Regions from separate parts of the Mus musculus genome. Here region 2 is linked to region 1. Evidence: chromatin contacts called from public HiChIP or PLAC-seq data. All regions are on one chromosome and are shown on one strand. Each heading gives the region's core, a stretch centred on a gene start, on an enhancer-like site or on the middle of the called end of the contact. The rest is flanking DNA. Distances are from core to core; before and after follow the strand shown. Region 1 holds the start of Nrd1 (nardilysin, N-arginine dibasic convertase, NRD convertase 1). Region 2 overlaps Rab3b (RAB3B, member RAS oncogene family).

Region 1 (7,682 bases), core at 2,420-4,919:
GAGAAAAAAGGGGAGATTAACACTTACCTGGTATCTAAGCAACCACCTAAAAAGCTTAACAAGGGCTGGTAAGTTTGCTCAGTGGGGAAACCACTTGCCATCATGCACAGCAGTCTGAGTTCAATCCCCAGCGCTCACATGGTGAATAGTGAGAACTGACTCCTGTAAGCTGTCCTGACCTACCCACTCTTGCAATTCACACGTGCGCGCACTAAATACTAAGGAAATAAATGTAATCCTGAAGGAGTCCTGGAGGAATTAACATTTCAAAAACGGCTAAATACAAATTATATGCAGAGAGAAATAAAATTCTGTAGACTCTTAATAAATGCAAGCTGATATGTCTTTGACAGCATTATTCCACCATAATATTCCTCTGAACAGGTCTGGTGCTCATCCACATACTCAAAACAAGTACGTGATCAAGGACAAAGCTACAGAAATGCAATGGAAAGAATCCGTTTTATTCTACATCAACATCTATATGCAACATCTATATGCAAGTATTAGAAATGTTATCTAGTTCTAGACGCTACAGACACTTGATATGTTTGTTTCTGGACACAAAAATTCAGACTTTAAAGATCTAGTTTTGGGACTGGAGAGATGGCTGCTGACTGCTCTTCCCGAGGTCCTGAGTTCAATTCCCAGCAACCACATGGTGGCTCACAACCATCTGTAATGGGATCTGATGCCCTCTTCTGGTGTGTCTGAAGACAGCTACAGTGTACTCATATAAATAAATAAATCTTTTAAAAAAAAAATCTAGTTCTAGGATCAGCCTAGTCTACATAGTGAGTTTCAATCTAGCAAAAGCTAATAAGAGTCTTGGGGCGGGGGGTGGAAAGGGTGTCAATTTGAAACTTGAGTACATCAAAATAAATAAAAAAATAAATAAATAAATAAATAAATACAGGTGGACAAAAAGGGAAGATGGTGATTTAACAAAGGCCAGCAAACATAAATGCAACAATTTACTCAAAGTAACTTTTAAACATTGTCTTTGTTGTTGTTGGATTTCTGGGGGCTTGGGAAGGTTGCTTTTTATTTATTTGTTTGTTTTTATTTTTGAGATACGGTTTCGCTATATGGCCCTGGCTTTCCTGAAACTCGATCTGTAGCCCAGGCTTGCCTCCTACTCAGGGATCACCTGCCTCTGCCTCCTGAGAACTGGAATTAAAGCTGGATATCACTGCATACATCCAGTTGCATTTTTTTTTAAGTCTTCCTTATACCAAGCTCAGAACTTCATTCAGGCAGGGTTTGAGTCACCATTCATTACAGATGATTGGAACACTGGAAGATTATAAGGGATCTTACAAGTACCCATTCAACCAGTTGAGGTCCAAGTCTTCTCATACATTTTTGGAAGAAGCTATCTAGGCCTTCTGTTTATCACTTCCTACTTTATTCTTTAATCTACTCTAACGTACATACTTCCATTAGGAATCCCATAAATGTTAGGTGCCTCATTTTGCTTCCCCTTCCCCAGGTTGTTTTTTGAACCAGGGTTTTATTTAGTCCAAGCTATATAATCAAGGATGTCTCCTGACTTCTGATGTTCTCCTTCCTCCGCCTCTCCAGCACTGGGATTACCACACCCTATTCGCATTTTAACTTTTTAAATATCTGAATCCTCCCTCTGTAAATTTAATCATCTTTGTATGCCACCCTGGATAAAATGTTATTTGTTGCAGTATATTTAGCCAAGGTGCAGAAATGCTAGTTTGGGACCTGACACATACATTTAGTATTTGTTAAACAACTAGCAAAAAATAAGGTCAACGAATCTCTACCTGAAGCAATCAGAACAGTATCTGAGACTTAGCCATTATTAGGTAACTTTGTATGGACAGGAAAACAACAAACAAACAAACAAAAAAACCACCAACACCTGTACTGAAAATTTAACCTGGGAGGCCAAAACTAAGCAATGTTATTACCTTCAACTTGCTCACTTACAGGTTACAACTACATCTTTGGCAAGAAAAGTTATCCCTAGTTTATAAAGATATCTTGACCCTGACAAACTGACAAAAATTATACTGGGAAATTAAGCTAGTCTTGAAGCTGGGACTATGTCACTACTTTCTGGACCTGAGTGTCAGTTGTTTGTAAAACAGAAGTGGGGGGAAAGTGGAAAAGATGATCTCTAGAATTCTTTCCTTCTTTTAACACACTGCAGGCTTATAATAAGTTTGGAGCTGCAGGCTTCTAACCCAGCACATACTGCACTGGCTTTTGAGTCGGATGGGTAGTTTCATACAAGCTCCAATACTATTTAGCTGTCTAATTCTGAGTGTGTTTCAACGTCTTCAACCAGGAAAACTAAGCTGTAAGATAATAGAAACTATTTCAAATACAAGATATTTTATGAAACAAAGTAACTCTTAAGTTTATTCAGGTGGGGGATTGAGTCACCATTCATTCATTCATTACACATGATTGAAACATTGTATAAAATGGGATCTTACACGCCTACCATTCATACAACTGAGGCCCAAGATATCTCTAATACGTTTTGGAAGAAGTCATCTAGCTAAGCCATTCTAGTTGTGGCTAGCTACCCATGGTTACAAGCCACTCCATCTCAGGCTAGCTAAGAGAGGTAAACAGGAGTGATAATTACGAAAAGGGTGATGTAAAGTTCTTTTATTAAAACCACAGCATCCTTTTCGTAATTTTCACTCTGTTTTACCTCTCTTTACTCATACACCTTTGGATTGAGACTGAACAAAAATAACACACACACACACACACACACACACACACACACACACACATCTCAAATATCCTCTCCGCCAAAATTCAGAATCACTAACTGTCAAGCTTTCCTTACCAACCCTCCTCCCCTTTACCATCCATCCTGTCTTCCTCATGGAAACCTTAATTCTTGCTTTAATATAAGTCAAAAATAGCCGGGCAGTGGCGGCGGATACCTTTAATCCCAGCATTTGAGAGGCAGAGGCAAGCAGATCTCTGAGTTAAAGGCCAGCCTCGTCTACTCCAAATTGCCCTGGCCGCCTCACCCAAACACACATTTGGGATGGGAAGTAGTAACACCCTGTTGCTTCTCCGGGAGACATGGAGACCAGAAGTCACTACAGCACCAACCGAAGCCCGCACCCTGTTCTCCCCAGTCCGAGCCTCCTCCCTCACCGGTACTGCTTGGGATCGCTGGGAGACTTGATGATCTCAGGGTCCCCGACATTACTGAAAGACCGTCCCTCCTCCTCAGATTCATCCGCTCCTAGACGAGCAAGCCGGCCGCTCTCGCCCAAGTCCTGTCCATTGGGCTGCAGGTCCGGGCAACTGCAGGTGGACTTCGCCTTGTTTCTTCCAGGCATGGTCAGCGTAGGAAAGGGTTTCGATGATTCTTCGCACAGACCCCGTGCTTCGATTCGCCCCAGAGCCGTGAGCTCCCGCCCGGCCTCACACCGCAACTTCCTCCCGGTGACACAGACTGCAGCAACCGCGACTCTCCTCAGCATTCACCAGCAAGTCGTAGCGCTGGACATCCCGCTCCCCAGGCCCACCTCCTCCTCCTACACCTCCAGCCACTCCTCCTCCTCCGCGTCCCAGGGGCGACGGCGGCGGCCGGCGTTGTTGCTGCCCCAGCCGCTGGGGAGGACAGGCCTGAACCCCTCCTCCAACCCGGCCTCGCTCACACCGACTTTCTTCATCCCACCCTCCTGACAGCCGATGACGCTATGGACTCTAGCCAATCACAACGCACAACGGCCGTCACGTTTGCAGAAACAGCCAATGGGAGTAGGGGAAGCGAGAGACCAATAGAAATAGGCCGGGTTCCTGGCGCACCCAGAGAGCATTTCGAAACCTGACGTGGGCGGGGCGAAGGAAAAGAGGCGGAGGATGATGGGAGAAGTCTTGCTGCGATTGTGACGTGCGTCCGTAGCTGTTTTTAGGAAAACCGCGTAGCGCTCCGTGTCTGAGAAAATATTCCCCAGCGAGAAAACACAGAAGTGAGTCGCGATAGTGGATGCTGATCTTCTTCACCCACTTGCGGTGTATTTTTTGCACTCTATTCTTAGAGTGACTCAGCGGGTCTCTTTTTTAAAAGAGCAGAGCACCGGAAGTCTTTTCCCACCCTATCCCGAGATGGATGCAGTGCTTGTGGGTCACTAAGCACCGGAAATAACAATTGCATCTTTCCATCCTGTAGGCTGCCAAACCATTGGTGCTTTTCACGCTCCAGATCTGTTTCAATATGCTCACTCTTGTATGCGAATTGTTTATTTTTTTAAGCTTCCACACCCTGGAGTAGTCCTCAGCCTACCTTTAAGTTTGGCCAACTTTTACTGAAAAGCAAGAACATGTTAGGCTACTAACCTCAAGTAACTTTCCCAAGCTTTTTGTTTTTGTTTTTGCCAATGCTTTTGCAGCGACTGGAACAGACACAATATAAAATAAAAAGCAGTTGACCAGATAACAATAAAAAGCTGATAGACACCATTGAATGAGATCATACCACATGGAAGAGATAAACGAAATGAATATGAGTAAACAACAACAACAACAAAAAGACTTTAAGCCGATAGATACATTAGTGGTTGTCTTTCCTGCCTCTGAACCTTTGTGTGGCTGAAGATAAAGCCATACACAAAACAAATCGTTGCCGGTGTGGTAGTCCACACCTTGAATCTCAAGCACTCAGGGAGACAGAGGCAGGTGAATCTCTTTAAGTTCAGGGCCAGCCTGGTTTACAAAGCAGTTCCAAGCCAGCCATGTCTACCTACTAAGACCGTCTCAAAAACAACAAAAAATCCTTGGCTTGAAGTTTAGTTTCTTATGGGAAGAAACTGACCATAAATAATACATTAAAAAAAAAAAACAATAAATGCTAAGACTACAAAACAGGGTAGGAAGACAAAGTATTGAAGAGGATACATGAACTGGGGCAGAAGTATTTGAAAGCATTAAGATTCCGGGCAGTGGTAACGCATGCCTTTAATCCCAGCACTTGGGAGGCAGAAGCAGGTCGATTTCTGAGTTTGAGGCCAGCCTGGTCTACAGAGTGAGTTACAGGACAGCCAAGACTACACACAGAAACCCTGTCTCAAAAAATAAAAAATAAAAGCATTAAGATATCCTGGTTTCAGTACACTTTTAAAGGTTTATCAGTCTTCACGCAACTCCACTAGAGTCCTCATTCAAAGTAGCTTCATTTGCGTCTCTCCAGTACAAGAATGGCTGCCCAGAACATAAAAACACCAATAGTAAGTGACACTGAAGTGTCAGTCTATGCTTTGTACAAGATTAGGGTGTGTGTGTGTGTGTGTGTGTGTGTGTGTGTGTGCTTGCTTTGTACAGGATTAGTCTAGGTGTGATTTTTGACTCTCCAAAACAATAATACCAGAAATAAGAAACGTTCAGCTTCAACTATCAATTTTGTTTTCCTAAGGAGAAAAATAATTTATGCCCTTAATTGCAATTTGCTGGGTTTTCCATAGAGTGGAACTTTCCATCATTCATTTAACTAACCAAGTGAGGTGCTACCTTGTGCCAGAAGTTGGGAGTGATGAGCAAATATGTCCCCTCTCTCTAGAGCTTAGAAGAGGGCTAGTGGGAGAAACATATTTAAAAAGCACACAGAGTGCTCGCTGATTCAGCGGGACATATACTAAAGTTGAACTGATAGAGAAGAACAACATGGCCCCTGCTCGTGGACGATAGGCAAATTCATAAAGTATCCTGGTACCATGATGGCATGCTTTGTAGCTTTCCTGTCTCTCCCCCCTCCCCCACCCCATCCCCAAGAGCAGACATTAGGGGCAAATACGGTATCTCTAAAACTTAGCATTTTCACCTCTCTTTTTCAGTGTAGAAATTTGAGTATAAAGCCCCCCCAAAGAAGCATACAAATCTTTATTCTATAATTACAAAGTATATCTCCTAGAAGGAGATAGACAGATATTCCTTTTTCAGAGAGTCTTTCCAAAGAAGGGAAATTTAAGCTAATGTTTGGAAACTGTAGAAGGACCAGTGTGTAGATGAATGTAATGAAAAGATCTGAATGAGATTCACCTGGTGATCTGGAAACAAGAGGGAAAGGGTTCAATGGCAGAGATCACACAGAACATTCTGGAGACTAAGACGTTGGCCTGCGTGTTGAGCGCCTCATTGGATTCCCACATCTTAGAATGTTTTCCAACAAGCTGTAGGTGCCCAGTAGGAACTGTGTGAGCAAATGAAGAGAAGGAATGATCACCGTTGTTCTCTAAGTAGATCACTATGGTTGAAGAGCTGTAAATAAATAAACAAACCATTGAAGGCTGAAGTGATAGCAGGCTTGAGGATCAGAGCTCTGCTCCCCAGAACCCAGGTAAAAGTTAGGTGGATGTGGCGGCCACCGGAAAGTCCAGCCCTCGGAAGACAGATTCCCCAGGATAAGCTAGCCAGCTAGACCTGCTCTGGATTCCGTGAGAGTCACTGCCTTAATGAGTTAAAGGTGAGTGATTGACATCAATTTCAGGCCTCCACAGGAGCGTACACGTGTCCCCACATGTGGAAACATGCATACATGAACAAAAGAAAGAACAAGAAATTAAAAATAATGGATCAAAGCGGGGAGGGGAGAAGGGCAAATTGAAAGTGAGCAAATAGAATAGACATGTCCATAACCTGACCTGGGAGTATTCAGGAGGCTGAGGCAGGAGGATCACTTGAGCCCAAGAATTAGGGAGTAGATAAGTTAAAAAAAAAAAAATACTGAGCTCCCCCCACCACCACCAAAAAAAAAAGACTGATTTCAAAGCTATTAAAGTAACACAGGAATTAGACATGATTTACAGCAATAGTAGTGAGGAGAGAGAATTGTAGACAAACATCCATTTAGGAGGTTGAACTGTCCAGGTTTCTTTCTCTTTTTTTTGTCAAGATTTATATATTATATTAATCTTGTATTGGGGAATTTTGCCTGTATATATGTATATGCACTGTGTGCATGCCTGGTACCCTCAGAGACCAAAAGAGACTGTCAGATTCCTTGGAACTAGAATTGATGATTGTAAGCAAACATGTAGTTGCTGGGAGACAAGTCCAGGTCCCTAGCAAGAATAGCAAGTGCTCTTAACTGCTGGGCTAGCTATCTGTCCTGTCCCAAACTGGCTAATTTTAGTGACTTTTGACTTTTTATTTTTATTTATGGTGTATACGCCATGTGTGTACCAATGCCCACAGAAGTGATGGTATCAGATCTCTTGGCACTGCCGTTTAGGCAACTGTGAGCCACTCAACCTGAGTGCTGGCATCTGAACCAGTCATCTCAGGCTGGATGACCTGATGCCAACCAGAAGAGGAACCTGTCTCCCAGGAAGAGCTTTCACACAATTCTGAAAGCTTGTCAGACCACCTTGCAGAAGAAGCTAGGCCTAGACACTAATGGGTCAGGGATAGATGGGACTACACTTGACCAGGACTGGTTAGATGCACTCTATGTAAGCACAAACCTCTGGTCAGGACCCAAATGATGGAAATTGGTTGGTCATTGGTCTTCTCAGGAGTTTCTCTTCTCAGTATCACCATATTGATTAAATATCTTGTCTCTACTTTGCACTGTCATTTGTCTTTGTAAGTGGCCCATCAAGGGCTAGTGGCTGAGCTGAGGTTGTTAGACTAGCCCAGATTTTGACCCTCCCAATTCTGCTAGTAACTTTGAAAAC
Region 2 (7,682 bases), core at 3,691-6,190, 93 kb after region 1:
ATGTTTTCTCTGAATCTGTCATCAAGTTTCACACACACACACACACACACACACACACACACAGAGAGAGAGAGAGAGACAGACAGACAGACAGACAGACAGACAGACAGAGACAGAGGAGACACAGAGAGAGAGAGAGAGGGAGAGACAGAGAGAGACAGAGAGAGAGACAGAATCAGACAGAGACTTTGTTCCCTGCCCACCTTCAGTTTGGTGCCATATCACTGCATATTATATTTACTGGAGTTGCTGGTTTGTTCATCTGTCTTCTGTCTCAGGCTATGGCCACCTTGAGGTCAAATCAAATATAGCTAAACCCTAGGTCCTTAACTATAGCACATGGCACATAGTAGGCATTTAATAAGAATGCTAGTGAGTGAGCTTCAGGGGCTGGCTAGGTACTGAATTAAGAGAACTAATTTAGAAGTCATTTGAGAGAGTGTGTGACATCATACATGCCATCTCCTCCATCTGGTCTCTTTAGTGTTGCTGACAGAGGCAGGAAAGAGGCAGGCCAAGCAGTGCAAAAACTGGATCCTTACAGAGCTAGGGAGAACATAGCTCTGGGGCTCCCCGCCCCCCCCCCGCCCAGTATCCTGCCCTGCTGTGTACCTGTGCCCCCCACCAGAGCTTCTCTCTCTCTCTCTCCTCTGTCCCTCTGTCCCTCCCTCCTTCTCTATCGATTTTACATCTTGATTTGATGACAGCCAGGAGGAAACTATCTTCCACACAGGGCATAGTTTCAGCCCACCTCCACAGTGCCACACTTCCCCTCAACAAGGCCACAACTCTTAATAGTGCCACTCCCTAAAGGCGAAGCATTCAAACACATGAGGCTATGGGAGCCATACCTATCCAACCGTCAGGCTCTTTATTATGCAGATAAACTGAGACAGACATTTGATAACTTTCTCAGGACCTCATAGCTACTAAGTAATTTTTTGAGGTTTTATTTTTATTTTATGTGTTTAAGTGTTGGAAGGTCTATCTGTGCACCATGTGCCTTCCGTGCCCTCATAGACAGGAGGATGCCATCAGATTCCTTGGGACTGAACTTAGAGATGGTTGTTAGCTACCATGTGGGTAGTTAACCGAAGCCAGGTCCTCTGGAAGAGCAGCCAAGGCTCTTCAATCTTGACCCAGTGTTTCAGCCCCATGGAAGTACTTTCTGTTTTGTCTGGTACTCATATTCAAATGTCCTGACTCTGTGCTGGTTGGTTTTTGTCAACTTGACTCAAACTGGATTTACCTTGGAAGAGGAAACCTCAGTTGAAGAATTGCCTCCATCAGATTGGCCTGTGTGTAAACCTGTGGGGGACTTTTCTCAATTGATAACTGATGTGTGAGCACCCAGCTCACTGTGGTCAGCTCTACCCCTGGACAGGTGGTTCTGGGTTATATAGGAAAGCAAGCAAAACAAGCCACGGGGAGCAGGCCAGTGAGCAGCACTCTTCCATGATCTCTGCTTCAGTTCCTGCCTCCAGGTTCCTCCCCTGCTTCACTTCCTGCCTTGGTTTCCCTCAGTGATGGACTGAGCCTGTAAGACAAATAAGTTCTTTCCCCTCAAGTTGCATTTGGTCATGGTGTTTATCACTGCAATCGAGAATAGACTCCAAAGTCAGTGTTCTTTTGAGCACCACAGTCCCTTGTCACTACTGAATTACAGGCAAGGGCGTTGAATTCTAAGGACATGCAGGTAGTAATGGCTACATTCTTGAGGGCAGAGGGAAGGAAAGGGCTCGCTGGAATCCAGGACTGAGCATTACAAAGCACTTCCCTGGTCTCTGTGAACAAGTAAGATCCTGTGTAGGCTTTGAAGTTCAGGTTCGAGGGTATCTATCCATTCTGGGAAGCCCTTCAGGAGCTAGTTTCAAAATCCACCCTCATTCTTACCAAACCCCCTCTGCTTGGTTTCTGTGATAGACAGATAAGTTGAGGGTCCTTCCCTTCTATCTCCCCTGTGCCGGCTCTGTGTCCTATCCTGGCCCCTTATTCTTTCCCAGTCCCTCACTTTCCAGTTACAGATGGAAATTTCCGACTGTCAGCTGCGTATCCCCACTGAGTCTGAGCCCTTCTGACAGGTACATGGTTGATTGACTCCTCATAATCATCTGCTTCATTTGTAGCTTCTTCATCAAAGAAGTCCTGATGAGCCCTCACAGATATCTGGGCACAAAGCACGGATTCTAGAGATGCGCGTTGAATAAACCATCACCCAATATGCAACTCCCAGAGTTTTGCATGGACAAATTTAGCTTCAAGGCTTGCATTTCCTCTCTACTCCTTTGCCTCTAAATTGACACCAGCATCATTCCCGGCATTCTGAGAAGTCTCTCTGAGGAATCCACTTGATGTGCCACCTGCTGCATCCTCTGCATGAGTCACCCAACTCCCCTTCAAGACAGGAAGACTCTGGGAGTAAAGGGGGCCCAGGAGGGAAAAGTTAAACCGGGAACAAGATTGCACTTAACATCTCCTGAGGTCATAGCAAGTACAAGGAAATGAAGAAAGTCAGGTCTGGTGCTGAGAAATTACGGGTGATAAAAATAGCAATCCCTGTCACACAGACGACTGCAGAAAGGAAATGGTTAATCAAGAGATGGCTCGTGTTCAATAAGCAATCAGAGAAGTGCAGTTTGAGATGAGGATGCTTGGCTGTTTTACTCTATCGTATACACTAAACTAAAAATAAGATAATATTAGCTGTCCCCAAAGGAAAAGTAAAATAGGCGTGTCCTTACTGAGAGCCTGACTGGAGGAAGTAAACGTAGAAAAGGTTTTGCATGAAGCATGCGCGATCAGGATGGAACAGGACTCACAACAGCTTCTAGTTGGAAAGTAGTTAAAATGATCAAAGATGAGCAGACACTAAGATTCCAGGGCCAGAGGGTGGGTTCCATTCCTTGACTTGTTCAGAGTGTTGTGCATGGGGGAAGAGTGACAAATAGTGTTGAATGGTGAGTTAACGAATGACTATGGTACATCCTTCCCATAAAACATAATGAATTATTAAATGAATATTCATTAGGACTTTCTATTAATATTAGCTATGTTTATGTTATAATATCAAATCAAAGAAAAGTACATATGACCTCAACTATGTTAAAAATCCATAGGAAGGATACAGAAGTCAAATCAAAATACTACTAAAAGGCCAGGAGATGGCTTAGCAGGAAAGGGAGCTTGCCACCAAGTCTAACACCCTGACTTCAGTCCCAGGAACCCACATGGCAGAGGGAGAGAATCAACGTCTGCAGGTTGTCTTCTGTCCTCCACATGTGTGCCATGGCACAGGTGCATCTCTTCCTCATTAAATAAATAAATAAATAAATAAATAAATATGCAATAAGTATCAATAATTTTTTATGGTTAGCCATAATTTAAAAATATTTTGTATGTACATAATACATATATGCATGTGTGCACGTGTGTGCACGTCTGTGTGTGACTGTGGGCATAGGCGTGCCACAGTACGTACTTGGAGGTCAGGAGGCAATCTTGGATGTGAGTCCTTAGCTTCCACCTTGCTTGGCAAAGGATCCCTTTGCTGTTTTTCCACGGTGTACTCCAGGCTAGCTGGCCCTTGAGTTTCCAGAGATTCTCCTGTCTTTAGCCCCTATCTTCCAGTAAGAGCACGGGAATTACAAACAGTCATACTGTTTTACATGCGTGTAAAGGACATGTCTGGTTTTCACATGAGCTCTGAGGATTTGAACTTGGGTCTTCACATTTGCATGACAAATACATTGACCCCTCTCTCCAGCCCTCAAAATATTTTTAATGAGCATATACTACTTTTACAAGTACAAAAAAAAAAATCCCTAGCAAGTACTGGCAGTTGCTACTGTTATTTGTGGGCATCCTGAGAGAAAGAACCTGGAGAAAAATGTGGAGGGACAGCCGTGAGCTACTAATTGTCATGGCTGGATGGTGGGTGGGTACATGTACTATTTATTCTCCCTACCTGAGTATATGCTTGAATTTTTCTACCATAAACAGCTAAAAAAGGAAATAAGAATAGGTAGGCTTGAAATAGCACAGCGTCTGGGGTTGTTACAAGCAGTTCCATGTTTATGGGGTTATAAAACACAATTTCATGGATTTTTAGATGCTCATTTTCCCACATTTAAGCACTGTGATATGGGGATATATCTTACAACTGCTAGTGTCTTATGTTCTCTGAAGCATATGATTTAAAGATGGGGAAGGAGGGGCAGGTGATGCTGAAACTGGAGCTCTGAGCTCTAAACACCAGGCCAAGGCACTAGGAAGTTGTCCCGAGAAGATCAGGACACAGGAGGCATTTGGTGATGCCCAACACGGGGCTGTCACCTAGAGGACATTTGGTAACCATGTGCTAGCTAATGAGGTTGTAACTGAAATGCTGCTGCTTAGATCAAGGACCAGGGGGACACCGTCTTGTGGGGGAAGCATTTGAGCCCTTCCCCCATCCCTTGTCATCCCACCAGTCCCTGTCGTCCTCTGCCTCAAATCTTTCACCTTACTCCCATCTTCTTGAAAGCAATGATCACCGGCCCCCAACCCCCACCCCAGCGCCATGACTGACAGCCTCTGCAATGATATTCCAAAGCCAACCCCACAGCTTGAGGTCTGACCTAGGAACCCTACAGAACTCATTTCCACAAGGAGTTGTGTATACACAGCAGATGAGAGATGCAAATGAGCTCCCCAGGACCTTTGAGACCTAACTAGAAAGAAAAATCAAGTCTAAGATTTCCAGCCTACTCTTAGCTGTGCCTTCCCTCTGGTCTCATTGCTGCTTTCTTTGGGGAGTTGGCCAGAGTCACCATAGTAGACAAATCCCTTGAGGATAATTTGCATACAGGTGCCAGAGAAGTCTAAAAATAGGATCAACACTCAGCTCCAGGAAGCAAAAGCCTTGAAACTTATCTACAGGGGGAGGGAGACAACCATCTAAAGAGGGCAGAACAACCTGTCAGAGGCAGCCTGAGAAGAGCTAGGAATCCACAGTGCAGGCTGGGTCCAGGAGCCTGGGTATGACCTAATCCCACTGTTCATATGCATTGAAATCAACACTGTCTTCCCTGGACTTCGGATTCTCTATCTTTAAAATAGGCATATTAGACTGAATGGTAAATATTAGAGCTGCTTCTGGCTCCAAGGAATTACATTGTAATATACATTATAATGTATCCCTAGTCAGGGCATAGTGATTGTTACAATCAAATAATAATTGCCAACATGCATTGAGTCCATAGCATCAGGATCTATGGCAGGTAATTTCCGGGTATTAATGCTGCAACAACCCTCATAAAGAGACTTTGAGTTGAGCAGTCTAAAGGGAACTCAAGAGTACTCACCAACGTTACAAGTTGACAAATGCAAGGGACTCAGGGTTTGACCCGTGTTATACTGCCTTCCCTGGTCCCAAGCTACTTAAGTTATACCTGGCTTTCTAACTTTGGGGCCCAAGGATCATGGCACTCCTCTCCAATTTCTTTTTCCTACTTTTTTGCCACCTTAAGTCCCCAACAGCCTGTTTTGTTGTTGTTATTGTTGTTGCTTTTTTTTGAGACAGTTTATCTGTGTAACAGCCCTAGTTGACCTGGAACTCACTCTGTAGACCAGGCTGTTCTGTAGACCAGAACTCACAAGATCTTCCTGCATCTGTCTGCTGAGTACTGACTAGCATTAAAGGTTCGGGCAACCAAGTCCAGCCTCAACAGCCTATTCTGAAAAGTTCCTGTTTCCTTTGCCTGGAGCAGCTATAGCCCCAGCCCTCCTAAACCAACTCCTGCTTGTCATTCAGAATTCAGCTTGCCCACTTCTTCCTCTAGGATTCCATTTCTCTCCAATAACCACAGGCAGCAGTCACGGCTGAGGGCAGGGAGTTACAAAAGGGTAGGGCAGGCAAGTACTAATTCCTATAACTTCCTGAGAGGTTCCTTTTTCATACTCGTTGTACAGATGAGGCTGAGGTTAAATACCTTGCCTGAGGTCACACAGCAGGTAAAGAAAGACCCGAACCAGGGGGTCTGACCTGACAGCCTTCCTAATTCTCTGCTGTATCTGCTCTATGAATTACCAAGGTGTGCAGCAAAGTAGTTCACACACTGGGCCACCTCCCCAGTCCCTACTTACAGGGTTTAAATGAAACACTGTAAGCACCATGAAGGTGCCATGAGGGGGCAGCAGGAAGGCTAGGGATTTGAGGATCAAGTGCATTTAAGTTCACCCACACACACACACCTCCCCAATCCCCCTCCCCTGGCTCTGCCACTTCCTAGCATGTGACCTTGAGCCAGTTATTTGGCTCCCTGAGAGCTAGACTTAACTGCAAAATAGTGCTGTCAATAATATTCTTCTCTGGGCACTGATGGGAGGGTAAAAGGGGTGTTGTGACAGTGCTCCGGCAGCTGACGAGCTCTGTATAAACATGAGTCATGTTCATTCAACTTACAGTTTGCCCTCAATCTGCTGCTCTTTCCTCTGGAGCCAGCAAGCCTCAGATTCCTCAGGGGCGGGAGGCAGGAGATGGGAGGCGGGAGGGAGGCGCTAAGAAGTACACAGAGAGATGAGCAGAAGCTGCAGAACATACTTCGGCTAGAAGAAAATTCAAAGGCTAATTAAGCCTCTGCTGGTGGTTAATTTCCATGCCAGGCTTTGAGCTTAATCACTTGATACAGCAACACACTGGTGAGGGAGAGAGAGCTCTATCCAAAGAGGACCATCTTTCTCTTCTTATGAAAAAAATCGGCACCTCACGGCAGCCTGAGCAGAAGGTATCTTCAGAATCATCTCAGGGTTTCTTTCTCTGTTCGCAAGTTCTTCTCCCTTTCTTTCCTATTTCTTCCCTCCCAAGGCTAGCAAAAGAATCTGGAAGCTTAGAACCCTTTTGAAAACTGTCAGTTTGGGGGCTGGGGAGATGGCTCAGTGGTTAAGAGCACCTGGGTTCAATTCCCTAGCACCCACATGAAACTACAGTTTCAGAGGATCTGATGCCCTCATCTGGCCTCTGTTGAAAAGGTCAGCTCAGGAACTTTGGGACGGTCATGGAACACTTGCCCTGCCCCTCCAGAAAGGAGAGGCTAATTAACATTCCTCATACCCCAGGCAGGAACCTGCCTGCAGATGGGGACATATCCCACAGAACAGACAAGGGTGAGCTTGTTTAGAAGTAGCTCCTTCGATTACACTCTCCATTCTCAGGATACCAGCAGTCCAGTTTAATAGGAAACACCAAACATGAATCAGTAGTGGCAGAAAGATCCAGCAGAAACCGCAAGGCTCCACCAAAGTGGCCAGAATCAGCCAGAATACCATGAGAAGAAGTTCTTTGGCACATTTCTCTCTAGGAAAAGAAGACCAACGTAGACCAGAGAAGACTATCGAAGACCAGCGAAGAAATGAAGTGTTGCAAGGCATAATAATGCATGAATGTCCTCTCACTGTTTGTGGGTTCCATTTATATTCTTTCTAACTATCACTTACCCTCTCAAGTGTCTGTTTTCAACAAAACATCACATGTGCTTTCACAAGACAGCTTCCAGAAAAACATCACGTGACACAACTGAGATGTTAAAGAAACCAGAAATTTCCACTTAAGCGTGCTGTTGCGCTTAGCTTGTCACACGGAGGAAGGGATCTGAACCGAGGCTCTCACACTTGCACAGCAAGTCCTTCAGCCACTGAGTCACCTC

What was found. HiChIP or PLAC-seq counts read pairs in DNA pulled down with a chosen protein or histone mark.
Region 2: an H3K4me3 HiChIP or PLAC-seq map of the 230-238 cell line shows a contact between it and region 1, with 32 read pairs. The contact joins the enhancer-like site here to the promoter of Nrd1 in region 1. A contact is called at or near these places in 1 of 39 promoter capture datasets (the SN4741 cell line), 1 of 484 Hi-C or Micro-C datasets (embryonic fibroblasts), 8 of 115 datasets of contacts at active chromatin or transcription factors (the 230-238 cell line, craniofacial prominence, embryonic stem cells and 1 more) and 2 of 9 other capture datasets (adipose tissue and pancreatic islet).

The regions. Positions count from the first base shown.
Region 1 is chr4:108,996,642-109,004,323 of GRCm38.p6, reverse strand. Nrd1 (nardilysin, N-arginine dibasic convertase, NRD convertase 1) reads right to left here and starts at 3,669. Exons shown (of 31, transcript NM_146150.3): 1 at 3,160-3,669. The coding sequence starts at 3,491.
Region 2 is chr4:108,904,854-108,912,535 of GRCm38.p6, reverse strand. All of the region lies in intron 2 of Rab3b (RAB3B, member RAS oncogene family), which reads right to left. Among named protein-coding and RNA genes, the nearest start is that of Rab3b, 30 kb to the right of the region's middle. Within about 2 kb of position 4,940, at least 85 of the 459 cell types and tissues checked have an H3K27ac peak or open chromatin away from gene starts, as enhancers often do. A contact at or near this core is called in the 230-238 cell line, the SN4741 cell line and pancreatic islet, where this site is marked.